3 separate regions of the Pan troglodytes genome follow, and all the other regions are linked to region 1. Evidence: chromatin contacts called from public Hi-C and HiChIP or PLAC-seq data. All regions are on one chromosome and are shown on one strand. Each heading gives the region's core, a stretch centred on a gene start, on an enhancer-like site or on the middle of the called end of the contact. The rest is flanking DNA. Distances are from core to core; before and after follow the strand shown.

Region 1 (4,071 bases), core at 454-2,953:
ATCTTTTGGACTGGGCCCAGAGGTTGTCCAAGGCTACCTGCTGGGGAGAGCGGGAGGAACTCAGAGCGCGCTGGGGCGGTGGCTCCTCACCCCGAGTCCCCGCGCCGCCACCTGAAGGGTCTGTTTTAGAATGCCATTGGTTAGGCCTTTTACTTTTGTCGTTTTAAAGGACACTCTGGACATCCAAACAGATGCACATCCCCCGCCCCCACCCCCCACGTTTCCTGAGGCTGCGTCTGGCCTGGAGGAACCGCCCAGTGAAGACAGGTGCTCGCAGATATCACCGCCTAGTGTTCCCTGGGCCCCCTTGCGGGGAAGTCTTGGAGGTGAAAATCCAGGTCTGGAATGAATGCATTCCACAGATGCATAAGGAGAGCTACTGCATGCCCAGCACCGTTCTAGGCTGGGAGCAAAACGGTGAGACACAAACCCCAACCCGCTGGAGACAGTGACAACCACTAGATGACTGCCATGTTTTTAGTGAGGCGTTCAGGTTGTGGAAGCCTCTGGAAACCTTCTCTTGCTTTTTATCCCCCCTCTTTTCTTTTCGGAGACATCTTAGGCTTCACATTTCTTCCTCTTGGTTCTACATTTTGAAGCCAGAGCAAGTGGATGAATTTCTCACTCGGTTCGTTTCTAGGGTGGTCAGGTGTGCTCAGCTGAACAAAAGCCGGTTGTATAAGGTTGATGCCATTTTATGTCAGGATCCGGCAAGGGCTCCACCTGTTTTTGAAAATTCTACAGTGGAAACAGCTACTAGTTCTGACCTAAATAAGAAGCAGCTCAACATCTGCAGACCTTGGTATGTGCCCAGGGTGTAGTAAAAGTTCTCAATAAATGCCAGCCGATGGCGCTGCTGCTATTATAAGCAAAGTTAGGAGAGCCTGGGGCAGCTGACACTTAAAATAGACACCTGTACACAGGATGGATGTCACATCGTTTAATAGTCGTGCCAGGCACGTTGTTAGATGCAGGGACACAGCATGGAGGAATCGGTGGAGGTTGCTGCCCTCAAGTTTCCTGAGCTTGAAGGGGTTTAGAATATGCCACGGTGGCATGAAAATTATTTTGAACAGAAGGCATGTGAATTCCTGAAATCTGGTCGGGTGTGGTGGCTCACACCTGTAATCTCAGCACTTGGGAAGGCCGAGGCGGGTGGATCACCTAAGGTCAGGGTTTCAAGACCAGCCTGACCAACATGATGAAACCCCGTCTCTACTAAAAATACAAAAATTAGCCAGGCATGGTGGCGGACGCCTGTAATCCCAGCTACTCAAGAGGCTGAGGCAGGAGAACCGTATGAACCCAGGCGATGGAGGTTGCAGTGAGCCGAGATCGTGCCACTGCACTCCAGCCTGGGTGACAGAGTGAGATCTTGTCTCAAAAAAAAAAAAAAAAAAAAATTGTGGTAAGATACCCATAATATAAAATTCACCATTAAAAAATAACACGGAAGGGATCATCGTGAATGCAATGTGAGTATTGATGAGGATGATGGTGATCTTCCAGAACCTTCTCTGACGCCACCCAGGCCGCCAGCCTTACTTTACCGGCTTCAGCGCTCATCACACTGTGCTGCAAATGCCAGTTTCCTCCTTCCCCCTTGGGAAGTTTCCTCCTTGGGGGTCGGCACCTAGACTGTATACCCCCCAGGGCGGAAACAGCGGTTCACCCACCAGGTGCTTAATAAGGGTTTGTGGACCAGTGGACCTCCTGCTCTCCCTGGGGAAAGGAGCTGGGACATGTGTACACACCTGCAGCTACAAGATTCGGAGGGCGCACAGAGCCTCAACCGTAAGAAGGAGAGGCGATCAGGCTGAGGAAGATGGGGCAGTGGAGCTGGATGGATAGAGAGAGGGTGGGTTCATTCATTCGTTCACTCATTCGTTTATTCATATTCGTCCATCCATCATTCATGCCCTGAGCGTGCGTTGTGTTCTGGGCAGGGCCTGTGCTGAGCACCGATTGTGTAATATATCATCTCTCCCTTCAAGCTGCACCCAATCTGGGTGGGTGGGTAGAGAGAAGCTAGGGTGACAAGGCAAAAATTTGGGAAACACTCTCGTTAACAATTCAAACTGTGGTCCCCTCTCAGATGTATAAATCCAAATGTTTAGGGGTGGGCACAGTACTCTGCATCTCCAGACAGCATCCTCCGCTGATTCGGATGCATGATGACGTCAGAACACTTGGATAGTGTGGTAACTTTTGGGCCAGGGGCTCTGGAACACCGAAGACCTCCCCCTGGGAGATCCGGGACAGCTCCCGGAGAAGGTGAGTCTTAAACACATCCGTGACAGGCAATAAGGAAAATAAGGGGGGTCCGCTCTGCTGATCAGCCCTAGGAGCCGCGGCGGTTGTCGGCTGGGGCGGGGCACTCCACGACTTTCCCGGCCAGACACGGTCGCCTTCCGAGGTGTCTTGGCCTGCGAGGCACTCGTAGCCTGCCCCTCTCCTAGGTGACGTACATTGGAGACGCCGTCGCTCAGCGACCCCGGTTCGAGTCCCCGCCTCGGCCGCCATGGCGGATGCGGAGCCGGAGGCTGGGGGCGGCAGCGAGGATGGTGGCGGCGGCGGCGGCGGCGGCGGCCCGGCTCCTCCGGGCCAGAGCGGCAGCGTCGCACGTGTGGCCCCGCTGGGCCCCGAGCAGCTGCGGCAGGTCCAGGAGCAGGTGACGAAGGCGCAGCCGCCGCCGCCGCCGCCGCCCCACTTCGTGCTGCAGGACGCGGCGCGGCGGCTGCGGGACGCGGCCCAACAGGCCGCCCTGCAGCGGGGCCGGGGCACCGAGTCCCCGCGCTTGCTCCCGCCCCAGGTGAGGCGTCGGGAGGGACGTGGGGAAACTGAGGCCCGAAGAGGGCCGACGCCCCGCGGCGGGGCTAGCTGCTTGTCCGGGGAGGCCAGTATCCGCCCGGGTTAAGACTCAGGGCGTCCCCAGGCTGAGCTTCTTAGGGACGGCGTTCGGCCCCCACCTGTCACCACCCTGGCATTTTCACCCCAGGAGCCTCACTCTAGGAGCGGTTGCTCACGCTGGGCCCTGTGCCTGGAACGCCCTCGTGCCTTCTCTGCCTTCACAGCCCTGCTGGGGGCTTTTGCGTGCTCCCTAGCTCTTCTTACAGGCCTTTCACCGCTGGTTCAGCCTTTGTGGAGCACTTAGAGACCGTGTTCCCAGCACTCCCCACTATGTGCAGGAAGTGAAGCCTTGAACACACTTGGTGAAGAACGAACATAAGGCAGGTTCTAGGATTGACGGGGGCTGCTTTAGATTGGGTGGTCCCGTAGGCCAGACACTGGAGCTGAAACATAAATGAATTAAAAGGAACCAACTTAGCTTTTCAGTTGTAAGGTGCCAAGGCCCAGGCTTGGAACAAAGTTAAGCACAATACACTAGTTCGCTGCAGGACTTAACATCCTGGGTGATAGTGACTGATTTGTAACCGCAGTACCCAGCACAGTGCCTGATACACAATGTTTGGAATATGTGAAAGCACTCTGTATACTACAAAACATCCTTTCCCGGTGGGTTTATTTCCTGGGCCACTCCCCTAGTGGGCTAGGGGAGTGATAACTAGAAGACGGTCGCCCACCTCCGGAGGGTGTAGCATAGCGCCTGAAGCCAGAGGGCCTACACGGCATCTGTAAAATTCCACCCCATTTCAGCGCTGGGGTTGTAAACAAAATTAGTCTCACCCCAAAATTGCCAAAAGAAGACAGCTTTTTCCACTAGAAGAAACGGGTTAGGGAATAGAATCAGGAACCTTCACTCGTTGAGTTTTTTTGACTGATGTTAGCTGCTTAGGGTTGTATCCAGTTAATCATCGAGACTGGAGAGTTGTCTTGCTAAGGTTTAGGAAGACGAGTGTGATTCTGTCCAGATGCCACACTATCACTATCTAGAGGTGTGACCTTGGGTAAGTCAACCTTTTTGGACTTTGGTCTGGGTCAGAAGGCTGCAAGGTGCCATCTGGGGGCAGCCATCTGCAAAGCCTCTGCTCTGCGCCCGGCACTGTGCTGGGCCGCTCAGTTTTCAGCAGTGTTTTTGTACCGGCATTTTTCAGGTGGGAAACAAGCTCA
Region 2 (4,210 bases), core at 1,650-4,149, 270 kb before region 1:
ATTTCTTACTGGCTGAATAAATTCTGATGGTCTCATTGGATGACACGTCTATTAGTAGAAAAGTTGGCATACTTTTCTCCTAGCAGCAGTACTCATGTGAATCTGCCGCCATCGTCAGGATGTGGAGAGCTCTTTGTAAAGCTTTGACTGACCTGGCATCTGCACTGTTTTTGGCGAAGTGCTGTTTTCTAATGACTCTGTGCTTGGTCACTTTCCTCACCAGTCTCCCAACGAGCGTGCCCGCTTGTACTTCCTGCTGGCCTGGTTCCATGCGATCATCCAAGAACGCTTACGATACGCACCACTGGGGTGGTCAAAGAAGTATGAATTTGGAGAGTCTGACCTGCGGTCAGCCTGCGATACAGTGGACACGTGGCTGGATGACACGGCCAAGGCAAGTGTGGGCCATGCCAGGACAGACAGTGGACGTGTATCTGGGAAGGATGCTGCAGGGCGTGGTGCTGAGAGGCCAGACTCTGCGTGGAAGAGCGAGCTGACCCCTCGTGACCGCCAAAGCCTAGCTGGCCATGGGGAGTGAGGAGGAAAGCTGTGCCCCTCGAAAGGAAGCCCCGGGCCTGCCCGCCTCCGACCACACACACGAACCCTGCTTTTCCTCCCCCAGGGCAGGCAGAACATCTCACCGGATAAGATCCCGTGGTCTGCACTAAAGACCTTAATGGCCCAGTCCATTTATGGCGGGCGCGTGGACAACGAGTTTGACCAGCGTCTGCTCAACACCTTCCTGGAGCGCCTGTTCACAACCAGGAGTTTCGACAGTGAGTTTAAGCTGGCATGCAAGGTTGACGGACATAAAGACATTCAAATGCCAGATGGCATCAGGTATGCTGCTGCCTGCCAGAATGGAGACAGTTGTGATGTCAGGGTGTCTGGTGTCACTCAGAGGTGACCCCTGACATCATTTCCAAATGCACTGGTTTTCTAGGCGAGAGGAGTTTGTGCAGTGGGTGGAGTTGCTCCCTGACACCCAGACGCCCTCCTGGCTGGGCCTGCCCAACAACGCCGAGAGAGTCCTCCTTACCACACAGGGTAGGCAACAAGGATCCTCCCCACACGCAGGGTGGGTGGCGAGGGTCCTACTCACACGCAGGGTGGGTGGCGAGGGTCCTCCCCTCACGCAGGGTGGGTGGCGAGGGTCCCCACACGCAGGGTGAGTGTGCGCTGCTGTCCCACGGCCCTCCCTGGTTATGCTGGGTGTGGCTCTGTCAGCCTCGGCCTTCCTGCCAGTCTCCAGCTGCTCCTAGCTCCACTCCGAGGGGAGGCAGAGGAAAGAACTGGCTCTAACAGGGATCTTCTCTGCAGCATCAACTCAGTTCTAGAGAAAAGGCTTGATATTTATGTAAATGAGCCTTGAAATAACATTTAGATGTTCATCTCATATTGAAAAGCAGTTACTGGCTGGGCACACTGGCTCACACCTATAATCCCAGCACTTTGGGAGGCCAAGGCGGGCAGATCACTCGAGGTTAGGATTTCCAGACCAGCCTGGTCAACATGGCAAAACCCCATCTCTACTAAAAATACAAAAATTAGGTGGGCATGGTGGCAGGCACCTGTAATCCCAGCTACTCAGGAGGCTGAGGCAGGAGAATCATTTGAACCCGGGAGATGGAGGTTGCAGTGAGCCGAGATCACGTCACTCTACTCTAGCCTGGGCAACAGAGTGAGACTCTGTCTCAAAAAAAAAAAAAAAAAGCCGGGCGCAGTGGCTCACGCCTATAATCCCACTATAATCCCAGCACTTCGAGAGGCTGAGATGGATGGATCACCTGAGGTCAGGAGTTCGAGACCAGCCAGGCCAACATGGTGAAATCCCATCTCTACAAAAAATACAAAAATTAGCTGGGTGTGGTGGTGGGTACCTGTAATCCCAGCTACTCTGGAGGCTGAGGCAGGAGAATCTCTTGAACCCAGGAGGCAGAGGTTTCAGTGAACTGAGAACACGCCATTGCACTCCAGCTTGGGCAACAGAGCAAGATTCTGTCTCAAAAAAGAAAAAGAAAATCAGTTTCTTTTTTCTTCAAGAGTTGAAAAGTACCTGATATTAAGTGATTTTTTAAAACCATTCATCTTCCCTAGAATTTTTTAGCAGTCTTTTTTTCCTTTTCACTTACTTACAAGATGTTTTTTAAGACTTCAAGTGCTGTGAGCCAGAAGGGAGCTAAGAAATTCTCCAACCCAGTGGCTCTCACAGTGTGGCTCCCAAACCAGCAGCAGCAGCAGCCTCCCCAGAACTTCTTAGAAATGCAGGTTCCCAGCCGGGCACGGTGGCTCAAGCCTGTAATCCCAGCACTTTGGGAGGCCGAGGTGGGCGGATCACAAGGTCAGGAGATGGAGACCATCCTGGCTAACACAGTGAAACCCCGTCTCTACTAAAAATACAAAAAAAATTAGCCGGGTGTGGTGGCAGGCACCTGTAGTCCCAGCTACTCGGGAGGCTGAGGCAGGAGAATGGCGTGAACCCAGGAGGCGGAGCTTGCAGTGAGCCGAGATGGCACCACTGCACTCCAGCCTGGGCAACAGAGCAAGACTTTGTCTCAAAAAAAAAAAGAAATGCGGGTTCCCAGGCCCTGCCCAGGCGCATTCTATCAGGACAGGGGACGGGCCCAGCAACTGGCCTTCACAAAGCCTGCAAGCACTACACGTGGGGTTGACAGCAGCTGATCAAATCTCAACTTTTTCTTATGGGAAAAAGTCACGAAAAGCTAAGACGACAAGGGCATTGCTGAAACTCACAGCTGGTTAACAGGACAGAATCAGGAGGGAAAGCCAGGCGAGCTGGGCGGGTCTGGAGGGAGAGCCAGGCGAGCTGGGTGGGTCTGGGGGGAGAGCCAAAGCCAGGCGAGCTGGGCGGGGCCAGAGCACACCGCAGGCACCACAAGGCTCGGGGTAATCCCAGCCACATGGTGGCAGTCACAGGCCAAAGGACACTGTGGTGACCAGTTTTCTGAGTTAAGAGGGCAGGTGGCACCCCCTCCTGGAGCGTCTCTCGAGCACGCACGCACTCATGGTCGGGCTGAAAGCGGGCCGGGGCTTGGCCCAGGTCTCACAGTGAACCCAAACCCAGGGTCCTGAAGAGCCTTCCTTGAGTCTTTGGACTCGGGCTGCTGGTTCTGTTTTTTTTTTTTTGCTTTGAGACTGAGTCTTGCTCTGTCACTCAGACTGGAGTGCAGTGGTGCAATCAGAGCTCACTGCAGCCTCAGCTTTCTGGGCTCAAGCGATCCCCCCATCTCAGCCTTCCAAGTAGCTGGGACCACAGGTGCCACCACCACACCTGCCTTTCTAATTTCTTGTAGAGATGAGGGTCTCACTATGTTGCCCAGGCTAGTCTTGAACCCCTGAGCTCTAGAGATGCTCCCGCTTCAGCCTCCCACAGTGCTGGGACTGTGGGCGTGAGCCACTGTGGCTGTCTTGCTGGTGCTGGGACTGTGGGCGTGAGCCACTGTGGCTGTCTTGCTGGTGCTGGGACTGTGGGCGTGAGCCACTGTGGCTGTCTTGCTGGGTCAGTTTTAATAGTCATGTTCTTGACCTGGTAACAATTCTTATTCTGTGTTTGTCTCCTTAGCTTTCTGGTCAGGACATTGTCTGTGCTTTAAAAACTTATATGACTGGCCAGGCGTGGTGGCTCATGCCTGTGATCCCAGCACTTTGGGAGGCCGAGGCGAGCAGATCACCTGAGGTCAGGAGTTCAAGACCAGCCTGGCCAGCATGGTGAAACCCTGTCTCTACTAAAAATACAAGAAAAAATTAGCCAGGCACGGTGCCACATGCCTGTAATCCCAGCTACTTGGGAGCCTGAGTCAGGAGAATCGCTTGAACCCAGGAGGCAGAGGTTGCAGTGAGCCAAGGTCATGCCACTGCACTCCAGTCTGGGTGACAGCGAGACTCCATCTCAAAAATATATATGTGTATATATATATGTACACACGGCTGAGCACCTTCCAGATTTTGCTGCAGTTCCCAGTGTGGACTCACTCACCATGTGGCCTTTACGTTCAAGTCCCTTTTCCCTCTGTGATTTCTTGCCCGTCCCCTCCCTCCCTCCTGCTGCGACTGTGGGACTGTGGCCCAGGTGTGGACATGATCAGTAAGATGCTGAAGATGCAGATGCTGGAGGATGAGGATGACCTGGCGTACGCAGAGGCCGAGAAGAAGACGAGGACAGACTCCACGTCCGACGGGCGCCCTGCCT
Region 3 (4,446 bases), core at 603-3,102, 350 kb before region 1:
ATAACAAACATGTTTCATTTTGAGCCTATCCTACAGGGCCGCAAATCCGGAGCCTGCAGTTTGTTCTCTTGGCCTGGGGCCAGGTTGCCGATGTTTGAGTCCCTTGGATCCCTGAGTGGCTGCGTCTCCCAGTCTGGTGCTGACTCATGGTGCAGCCAGCATGCAGCCTGCCCATTGGCCAGGTCCCTGCAGGTTTCTGAGTCTCAGATGGTGGATGGCCTATTCAGAGTTCACTGATCTGCACCTAATAGAGTTTCCTCTTTGTCCCTCTTTCTACCCCTAAAGTACATGTGAGGGGAAACCCTCTGCATAGTGCCTAGCACGCAGTGAGCACTCAGCGTTCGCTGTCAGTGGTGTGTTATTATTATTCATTACCATTAGGATCCTTGCACAAACTCATCGCAGTTGCCTATTTATTTTTTCCAGGAAGATTATTCAGAACTGCTTAGGCACATCACACCAGGGCGGACTGATGGAGAGCAGGAAGATGGGTTATTCATCTGTCCCCTCTTCCACATGCTCCTTAAAGACAAGAATCATTAGTCTCCGTGTTCCAGCAACCCCCTGGGACCCAGCAACCGGTAATTAGGCAAGGAATAAGCTTATTGTATGTTTCACAGTTTTTCAAAGATGATTTGGGAGAATCAAATCATACCATCATCATTCCACCAATCAGGACTCGGCACTCTGACAGTGCACTTTGATGTTTAAAAAAAACAAAAAAAAAACAAACAAAAAAAAACGCCATTGGCTTCCCTCTCTCCACCCAACTTAAGAAAGAAGTTATGAATGTGAACTTTCAAAGGCCAATTACTACCCCTTAGAAGAACCTACCATCTCTAAACTACAAAGATGGGCAGCCTGGATTCTATTATTTTTATTATTTTACAAAATTTTTAATTTTTAAATACACATAGAGATAGGGTCTCGCTAGGTTGACCAGGCTGGTCTTGGAACTTCTGGCCTCAAGCAATCCTCCCATCTCAGCCTCTCAAAATGCTAGGATTACAGGCGTGAGCCACCGCACCCAGCTGGGCAGCCTGGATTCTGGCTCTTATGTAGTCATGGTGTAGGGGAGGAGGTCGTGGTGGGTCCGAACTAGGGGGAAACTTGGTGGGCAGGCAACCCAGCCCCTGCCTTGTACGGACCCAGATACTGAGGCCCACAGAATGACAGTGCCAGCTCTAGGGGGCTGGAGGAGAGTCATTGCTGGAGGTAGCTGTTCTCAGTAGGTCTCCCTCTTGGTCCTCACAGCGTCCTCGGGGACAATGATTTTTGTCATTAGGAACCAGATCCCATCACAGCTTGGCTTTACGTACAGTGAAGGTGTCATTCCTGGCTTAACCTTACACTGCCCCGAAGGCCCCCTCCCCAGCTGTCCGTTTCCAGCCTGGCAATGGGACTCTCTGAGCACGCCCCTCATCTCCTCCCCCTCTGAAAAGTATCCTCAATCTCCCCGTCTATATCTAATAACACATCTGTCGTGCCTATATTTTGGTACCTGATATGTAGTCATTCATTCATTCAATGAGAGAACATTTAATGAGAGGTTAAGGGCTTAGAACAACGCCGGGCACAGGCTAAGCGCTCACTAAACGTTAGCTCTCGCCAATAACATCACTCATTCACTATAAAGTTTCTCTGGCTGTGTGCTATTCGCTGCGTCCACAGCAGTGAAGAAGACAGACGCGGCCCCTGACCAACCTCGCCGAGCGCGCCGAGCCAGGACGTTGAGCCAAGTCCCCATGTCCTAGGACTCGCAGTGCGGAGGCTGCGGGCCCCGACCAGCGCCGAGACTACAAGTCCCAGAAGGGCGCGCGGCGACATCGCCGGGCCCGCCCCCCGCGCACGCGCGACGCCGTGACGCTAAGGCCGCGAGCGAGCGCGGGTGGCTGCGGCGGCTGCGGCCGGCGGGGCGGGGCGGGGCCAGCTGGCAGTGGCTGCCTTTAGGGCGGGGCCGGCTCCCGGTCTCCTCAGTCTGCGGTGGGCTAGCGGACGGTCCGGCTTCCGGCGGCCGTTTCTGTCTCTTGCTGGCTGTCTCGCTGAGTCGCGGCCGCCTTCTCATCGCTCCTGGAAGGTCCAGAGCGCGGCACCATGTCGGAGCCCGGGGGCGGCGGCGGCGAGGACGGCTCGGCCGGCCTGGAAGTGTCGGCCGTGCAGAATGTGGCGGACGTGTCGGTGCTGCAGAAGCACCTGCGCAAGCTGGTGCCGCTGCTGCTGGAGGACGGCGGCGAGGCGCCGGCCGCGCTGGAGGCGGCGCTGGAGGAGAAGAGCGCCCTGGAGCAGATGCGCAAGTTCCTTTCGGACCCGCAGGTCCACACGGTGCTGGTGGAGCGCTCCACGCTCAAAGGTGCGGGGCCGCGGAGGGCAGGGTCGCCAGAGCCAGGCCTCGCGGAATGCAGGGCCTGCCAGGTCCTCCGGGGCCGCAGATGTCCCCGGGATGGGAGGAGCCCGGCAGCTTCAGATGACCCCGGGATGGGCAGAGCCCGGCGGCCGCAGACGTCCCGCCGGCTGGGTCCCCAGGGCCGCAGACGCCCCGCAGAGGCCGGCGCGGCGCCCGGGGCTCGCCCTCGCCACACCCACTGCCCGGCCCGGAGCCCCCAGGGCGCCCGGCTCTTGGTCGCGGGGAGGGGAAAGGGGTCCCCGTCTGCCGTCACCCAAAACAATGGGGTCGCTTTGTCTGCTCGGGCCTCTCAAGATGGCCGAGTTGGGTGGAGACAGCGTCTCCCTGGGCTGAGCGCGGGCGAGGCCGCATCCCTGCCTCCAGTGTCACATGAGCTTTTCGGTTTCGATTTGCGTCCAAGCCAAGTGGCCTTCGGGAGGGATGTGTCGGGGACAGACCCGCGGAGCTGGGGGCAGCCGGGGTTCTGGTTCGGGAGGAGGTCGGGCGGGTGTCCCAGCCCTGCCTTGTGGGGACCCAGAGGCCGAGGCCCACAGAGCGACTGTGCCAACCCCGGGCCTGCGAGCATCACTGTTGTAGGTGGATGCTCTCACAGCATCCTTGCTGAACGGGTGTATCCTGATTTTACACCTGAGGAAACTGAGGCTCAGGTTAAGTGATTTCACCCAAGGTCACCAGCTAATCCTAGTCCTGAGACTAGACTCAGTGTCTCAGCTCCCCGTCCACTGCTTGTTTTCGCTGATCATACCTCGTATTTGTTTAATGCTTCGATGATGTTAATGATAACCCTGTAATATTTGAGTCTAATTTTACAGATTAAAAAAAAAAAAAGATTCAGGTTAGGCACCTAGTAGGGGGAAGAGGCTAGAGTTAGCGTGTTCCAGCTGTCTCCTCAAATAATGATCGCCCACCAGCAAGGTTACATTCATCTAAGTCTGGGGCTTGCCTGCAGGCAGGCTTTCTCATGGATTCATTACAACCACTTTGTAGCCCATTACAACCACTTTGGGCGTGGCATGTCCATCTAAGAACCTAAGGATGACGTCCAAGGTTAGCCTCTAGGGATTGGAGATTGTCTAAAAATATTTGCCAACAAGCTTCTTAAAATTTCAAAAAACTGTATGGTTCTCTCAGTGAGAGACCCTGTACTGTCTGCCCCATCCTTAACACACACTGTGTTTCTGATAGTTTGTTTCTTTCAAAGGCTATTCTTACTCAGAAGATGCTTCCCTGTAGCCTTGGTTTCCTGCCAGAGATTAGCAGGGTGTAAAAGAATATTTTTTTCTTATATCCACTTGGAATGTTCAAGGCAAATAAACCATTTGAGCATATTTAGAGTATTAATGTTTTTGAGGGTTGTTTACTGTGATGTTTGGGATTATGTATTCCTAAGTGGAAGCCACAAAAGTTAAAAAAAAAAAAACTTATCTACTCTTTTTTTTTCCCAAAAAACATATAGTCATTGTAGAAAATGTACTATACAGCTAAAGTAAAAATCACCGGGAATTGTTTGACCCAGATATAATCACTGTCAGCATTTTTGGTTTATGTCTTTGTGGTCATTTTTCAATGCATATTCATCATTTTATTAAAATACATTTTAATCTGCATTTTTAAAGTTAATTGTATTTTGAGTAGCTTGACCATTGCTAATCCTTGATATTTTTATTGCATAGTTTATGTATTAGAATCAGTGATTTTATTTTTTTTACCTTGTGTCACTCTTTTTATGAAAAAAAATTTAAGTTTTATACTTTGCTTCTAGAGTGATCACCAGTAATTCGCTTTTTCCAGGCATCTTAAAATTGGACGTTGCTAAAATTATTGGGGTGGGGGGACTATGTTTATGTAGTACAATATCTACTGCAAATTCTCTCTGTTGTCTTATGAGTACCTTTTTTTCTTTCAGCAAAACAAATATGCAGGTATCCAAATCTTGGCTCCATAATGACTTGCACTTTTGAAAGTTGACTAAGGAATGAGACTATCTAAAATTGAAATCCTACCTCATTTCTGTATTTATAACAATCCTTGAAGTATTTCTA

Evidence for each region. A called contact is a pair of places that touch in the nucleus more often than the background predicts. HiChIP or PLAC-seq counts read pairs in DNA pulled down with a chosen protein or histone mark.
Region 2: a Hi-C map of stem cell-derived neural progenitor cells shows a contact between it and region 1, with 4 times the contacts expected there. The contact joins the enhancer-like site here to the promoter of ZNF839 in region 1. A contact is called at or near these places in 2 of 7 Hi-C or Micro-C datasets (induced pluripotent stem cells and stem cell-derived neural progenitor cells), 1 of 1 datasets of contacts at active chromatin or transcription factors (stem cell-derived excitatory neurons) and 1 of 1 other capture datasets (stem cell-derived neural stem cells).
Region 3: a contact with region 1 is called in an H3K4me3 HiChIP or PLAC-seq map of stem cell-derived excitatory neurons, with 8 times the contacts expected there. The contact joins the promoter of DYNC1H1 here to the promoter of ZNF839 in region 1. A contact is called at or near these places in 2 of 7 Hi-C or Micro-C datasets (induced pluripotent stem cells and stem cell-derived neural progenitor cells) and 1 of 1 datasets of contacts at active chromatin or transcription factors (stem cell-derived excitatory neurons).

What each region holds. Positions count from the first base shown.
Region 1 is chr15:100,331,331-100,335,401 of NHGRI_mPanTro3-v2.0_pri, forward strand. It overlaps ZNF839 (zinc finger protein 839), which reads left to right and starts at 1,704. Exons shown (of 8, transcript XM_063793896.1): 1 at 1,704-2,274.
Region 2 is chr15:100,057,387-100,061,596 of NHGRI_mPanTro3-v2.0_pri, forward strand. DYNC1H1 (dynein cytoplasmic 1 heavy chain 1) reads left to right here. Exons shown (of 78, transcript XM_016926971.4): 70 at 224-394; 71 at 623-840; 72 at 944-1,047; 73 at 4,091-4,210. Among named protein-coding and RNA genes, the nearest start is that of HSP90AA1, 41 kb to the right of the region's middle. Within about 2 kb of position 2,900, at least 6 of the 24 cell types and tissues checked have an H3K27ac peak or open chromatin away from gene starts, as enhancers often do. A contact at or near this core is called in induced pluripotent stem cells, stem cell-derived neural progenitor cells and stem cell-derived neural stem cells, where this site is marked.
Region 3 is chr15:99,977,031-99,981,476 of NHGRI_mPanTro3-v2.0_pri, forward strand. It overlaps DYNC1H1 (dynein cytoplasmic 1 heavy chain 1), which reads left to right and starts at 1,853. Exons shown (of 78, transcript XM_016926971.4): 1 at 1,853-2,350. The coding sequence starts at 2,095.